2 separate regions of the Gossypium hirsutum genome follow, and region 2 is linked to region 1. A link is a contact called in public Hi-C data. All regions are on one chromosome and are shown on one strand. The core of a region is the stretch at or near the end of the contact, and the rest is flanking DNA. Distances in the headings are between cores, read along the strand shown. Region 1 holds the start of LOC107929839 (oxygen-evolving enhancer protein 3, chloroplastic). Region 2 holds the start of LOC107962155 (G-type lectin S-receptor-like serine/threonine-protein kinase At1g11410).

Region 1 (2,700 bases), core at 177-2,676:
TACAATTAAGCATTCTCTTAGCCCAGTTTGGCAAGAACATCATTCAGACTAGATATGGTCTGAGCGTAAGATTTCTCTGCTTCAGGGGTGCTTTTGATCTTGGCTGCATGGTCAAGCTGTAAGAAAAACCAAAAGGAAAAAATATATCATAAATTCATGATAATTTACCATGTTAAATGATGCTAGCAATTATGCAGGTAAACCTAAAGCAAAACTTCAAAAACATACATCATCGATGGTACTGAAGAGCTTCTTGGTGAGGTCCTTTAGAGTTTTCTTCTCATCTTTGGACTTGGCAGCAATGACGGTGTTGAGGTCATAGCGGAGATACTCGGCCTTGAGACGGAGATCATTCATGACATAAGGCCAGGCTTTTTTGTCAATCAAGTTCTTGACACCCAGAATGTCCTTGGCTGATTCCTTTGCTCTCTGTGCTGCCTGAGCTGGAGTAACTGGTTGGAGGAAGAACCTGTCTTTGTATGGCAGAACAAGGTCTCTTGGCTCATCAGAGTTCAGAGTTCCAGCTGCCGACATGCCGATTTCATCATCAAATTACAAAATTTGAACATTTATAAAATATATAATGATTCCATTTTTCCAGCTAAAATTCCAGTTCTCAAGTTCTTTATGGACCATGGCCTACAAAACAATGTTGATTAAATTTGTATAAATTGAAAAGAATGGATGACTTACGCAGTCCACCAGAGGGAGGGGGAGGTGGGCCAACCTTGATGCTTCTGGCATCGGCAAGCACAGCTTGAACAAAGGAGCCAGTGGCCAAACCAGCAGCAACAAGACCCAACATGGCTCTGCGTCCAGTCTCAGGCTCGGCCGGTGTCTGATGAGCTCTGACAGTGAAACCAGACCTACCCACAGCCACTCGGTTGTTGCTAGGAATGTTGAAGCGGGTTTGGCCACTGAGTTGAAGGCTGCCGTCCAGGACAGCCTGTGAAGAGCCACGTAAACCAGCCATTGATGCCATTGCCTGTGCCATCTCCACAACCAGAGTGTTTTTTCAATCTGAATGAGCCAAGTGTAGGTTTTGATGTGGGGGGTGTTTGATTTGATGGTGTTAACTTCTGCGATGTAGATTGGTTGTGGTTTGCGACGCACCTTATCTGCGATTTTCCACTTTGGATAAGTTGGATGTGGTCTTAACCAATAGTTGTTAGACATATGGGGTACACTATGATTCTTGCTCTTGGCATTTGACATGTTGGATTGGTTTTTCCTGGTGACCTGGTTTCTGTTCTGACATGTAGACTTTTGCATGTCTTTTTTTTTATTCAACCGGGTTAAGATTTCTACGCATCGTTGCCCAAGGCGAAGTTGCAGTAATCTTACAACCTAAATAAAAGAAGCATTGGATTAGAAAACTTGTTCATCAACATTTATTACAATATAAAAAGAAATAACTTCAATTCTTAAAATTCACTAACAATTGGTGGTGACTTATGCATGTACCCAATTGGAAGTCTAGTCAAAATAGGTCCAAACAATTCGACCCAAATGGGCCTAAAATAACGTTATTTTTTCTTTTTGGTATAAATACTTTGTCAATTTGGAACTTAAATGAATTGATATCTCTCTCCAGTACTTTACAAAATTGAGAAAACATCAAATTGTGGTTGATTGATTTTTAAAAATTTCCCAAAAATTATATAATACTTTAGAAATTAAAATATAATGTAGAATTTATAAAAAAATAAAAAAAATCAAAATTATTTAACAATTAAATATTGTTTAAAATTGTAAAAATATTAAAATTTATCAAAACTTTGAAAATGTTTACAAACAATTCAAAATAATCTTCAAAATTTTCAAAAAATATGGAAAATATTTCCCAAAATTCATACAAATTTATAATTTTTAAAAATAAAAAAGTATATAATATTAATAAACAATTATAAGAAATTTCTTATAAAAATTTAAATTAGAAAATATTAAAGAATTTATAGATTTTTCCAAAGTATGAAAACTTTTGTAGAAGAAAACAAGTTTTGCATTTTTTTTTTGTAAATGGCATAGTATGGCTTAATCAACAATTAATATGTTGATGTGGCTGTTAACGAATGCTTAATGAGCCATTTTGATCTTGGTGTGGCACTGCCAGGTAAGTAGAAAAATTTTAAATCAAATTCAAAAAAATTAAAAATTATTATATTAAATAAGAAAATTAAATTTTCTAAAAAATTATAAAAAATTCTAAAGAAATTATTAAAAATATTGTAAAATTGTAAAAATTTTCAAAAAAAAAGTTTAAAAAAACAAAAAATCAAATATTTTATTAAAAATTGTAAAAAAAAAGTTTCAAAATATTAAAAATTATGAAAAATTAAAAATATATATACATAAAAATTATTAAAAAAACTTTAAAATGTTTAAAAATATAAAAAAATATAGAAAAACTTATAAAATTTCACAAATAAAAATTGTAACCCAAAAATATGAATAGAAAGGTTTGGTTGCAGAAGAATCTAAAACACCCACTATGATGATGGTACAAACTTACAAGGCTTTGGAAGAAGAAGTAATTAGTGAAGTAGTTTTGAATGGGATCCAAATATTTTTGAGCATTACGAACATAAGTTAAATTAACATTTTATATTGCTTAAAAGTCTAAAGATTAATATATTTATTCATTTAATTAAAGTTTGAGTTACATAAAATTTGTAAATCCAAATATTTAAATAGTTTTAA
Region 2 (2,700 bases), core at 82-2,581, 310 kb before region 1:
TATATGTTAAAGAAAAAATTACAGTTGGGAGATTTTAAAATTTTTTTAAACTATTTGACGCGGTAACGATCAAAAAGCTGTTGTATTTTATCATTAAGGGAAAGCGTGTCCAACTGGACGAGCTCTTCTATCATATGTGTAATTGGGTACGTTTTCATATTCTCTCTCCTAAAACCGACCTATTTCCTTAATTAATTTTAAAACCGACCTAAAGACCATATTAAAAAAAAAGCATATTAATCAAATTTAGCCCAGAAAAATGTAAAGTGGGATATCTCACCAGAGGTTTCTTTGCCCGCAAGGGCTTTTTGTATCATTTGAAATTCTAAGGTGCATCTGCACTACAAATTTTACAAACATCATTTAGTTAGTAGTGGAAAAAAAGAAGAAGAAATATATAGAAAATGGCTTCTCTTACAACCAAATCTCTTTGGGAGGACTACCATGCAACCTACTATTTTTTATTTTTGCCGGAACATATAGAGATAGACATTCTAAGCTAGCCAAAGAATTGTTGGTAAGTATTTTATTTTAAATATATTAATATTTTATTTTAATTTTGTAAAATTATATAAATTTTTAAATAAAATTTTTTATCATAAAATAAAAATACAAATTCCATTTCTAATTTTAAAACTATCTTTTTTATTTTTATCTAAAAATTACACTATCAAATTTAAATTTTTAAAAATAAAATTTTTGTAAGTCCTAAATAATGAACAAATACTATTTTTTTTTCAATTGCACTATTAGTTTTACCTTTTATCTAATAATATCAGTTATTTGTTTGAATTTTTTTTTAATTTGAAATAAATTATAAAATTATTAGTTCCTAAAATTTGTAATTAAATCAAAAGGTGGCCACATGTTGGGTTTTTATATTTTATATTTTAATATTTTTTACGTAAAATATTTAAATGAACAATTAAGAATCATTATGTAAAATAAATCAAATATCTAATGACCAAATTGGAAATTGATGAACATTGTTACGTAAGCATTTTCACACTTCACCTATGATTTAATGTCTTTTTTAGAAAACATAATTTTCATCCTTTTACCCACCAAAGGTTACAATCAGTTTTCAGCGTAAAATAATAAAATATCATCTGGGACAGCCAGATTAGTGCTCATGATAAGCAAAAAAAGCTGCTATCAAAACTCAGCCATACGGCTGCTAATTTCATTTTCGTTTCATTAAATTTGGTGGTCCAAAGCTTTCTTATAGCCAAATGAAGGATTACGACTTTTGGTGCTTAGATTTCCTATGCGTAAAGGCATGCATTGGTGTGAGTTAAAAGCCAAAACGTCCGGTGCAAATGTTTAGAGCAATGATTGCTGTTTGGGTGGAACTAATTCCTCCACCAAGGTTGAAATTTGGGAAGTGCTAGCCATTTTCACAACTTTAAAGATCACAGAACTGGCATGACAAGCAAACCGACAACAAATTTCCAGCGATAAACTTTTCACCTTTCTATTTCTTCGATTTTGAAAAGTATAAAAGGTGGCATTGTCACACCAATGCTTGACATAGTCCGTCAGATTTAGGGGTTCCACTTATTAATGAGATCCCAACTACTCCATCAATTTATAATATATACTCCATCAATTTATAATATATATATCTTTCTTCTGTCTGAACACATTAATCATAGACCGAACCAGTGATGGATCATGTTAAATGGCTTATTAGCGTGCTGCTTCTTTTGTTTCTTACCCATCTCTGCATTTCTACCGACACCATAACACTAGATCACTTCATCAAAGATAATCAAGTCATAGTTTCTAGTGGCAAGATTTTCGCTCTAGGATTTTTCAGCCCTGGCAGTTCAAGGAATCGATATGTTGGCATCTGGTATCATCAGATTCCAGAGAAAACAGTTGTTTGGGTGGCCAACAGGGAGAGTCCCATTAAAGATAACTCAGGGATCCTCAGAATCGATAGCCAAGGAAATCTTGCACTGTTCCAGAGAAACCAAACACTTCCTGTCTGGTCTACAAACGTGTCCATCACAGGCACTAGGAATTCCATTGCTCTAATTTTGGATTCGGGAAACCTTGTTTTGCTTCAAAATGATACCAGAAGGGCGGTACTGTGGGAGAGTTTTGATTATCCTACAAACAGTATGCTTCCGTTTATGAAACTTGGGTGGAGTTTCAGAACAGGTGTGGATCGAGTCTTGACGTCTTGGAAGTCTCCCGATGATCCTGGGATTGGAAACTATTCCTACCGGATCAACCCGAGCGGCTTCCCTCAACTGTATTTGTACAAGGGTTCCGCCCCTTGGTGGCGAACCGGGTCATGGACCGGGCAAAGATGGAGTGGTGTACCTGAAATGACAAGCAGCTACATATTTAATGTTTCTTTTGTCAACACTCCAGATGAAGTATCGATCACGTATGGGGTGAAGAAGGCCTCTTTCATCACAAGAATGATAACGAACGAAACAGGGATTCAACAAAGGTTCACATGGAACAACCAAGCGCGACATTGGATTGGGTTCTGGTCGGCCCCAAAGGATCAGTGTGATTTTTACGGGCATTGTGGGCCGAATGGTTACTGCAACCCCGATCACCCGGATGATTTCGAGTGCACGTGTTTCCCAGGCTTTAAACCCAAGTCATCCGAAGCATGGTTTATAAGAGACGGGGCAGGAGGATGCGTGAGGAAACCTGGTATCTCCACGTGCCAAAAAGGGG

Evidence for each region. A called contact is a pair of places that touch in the nucleus more often than the background predicts.
Region 2: a contact with region 1 is called in a Hi-C map of leaf, with 2.6 times the contacts expected there. The contact joins the promoter of LOC107962155 here to the promoter of LOC107929839 in region 1. A contact is called at or near these places in 9 of 34 Hi-C or Micro-C datasets (callus, leaf and petal).

Annotation. Positions count from the first base shown.
Region 1 is chrA06:79,752,795-79,755,494 of Gossypium_hirsutum_v2.1, reverse strand. LOC107929839 (oxygen-evolving enhancer protein 3, chloroplastic) reads right to left here and starts at 1,426. Exons shown (of 3, transcript XM_016861357.2): 1 at 694-1,426; 2 at 229-524; 3 at 1-116. The coding sequence starts at 994. The coding sequence ends at 18. It also overlaps the pseudogene LOC107929838.
Region 2 is chrA06:80,058,516-80,061,215 of Gossypium_hirsutum_v2.1, reverse strand. It overlaps LOC107962155 (G-type lectin S-receptor-like serine/threonine-protein kinase At1g11410), which reads left to right and starts at 1,331. Exons shown (of 7, transcript XM_016898417.2): 1 at 1,331-2,700. The coding sequence starts at 1,668.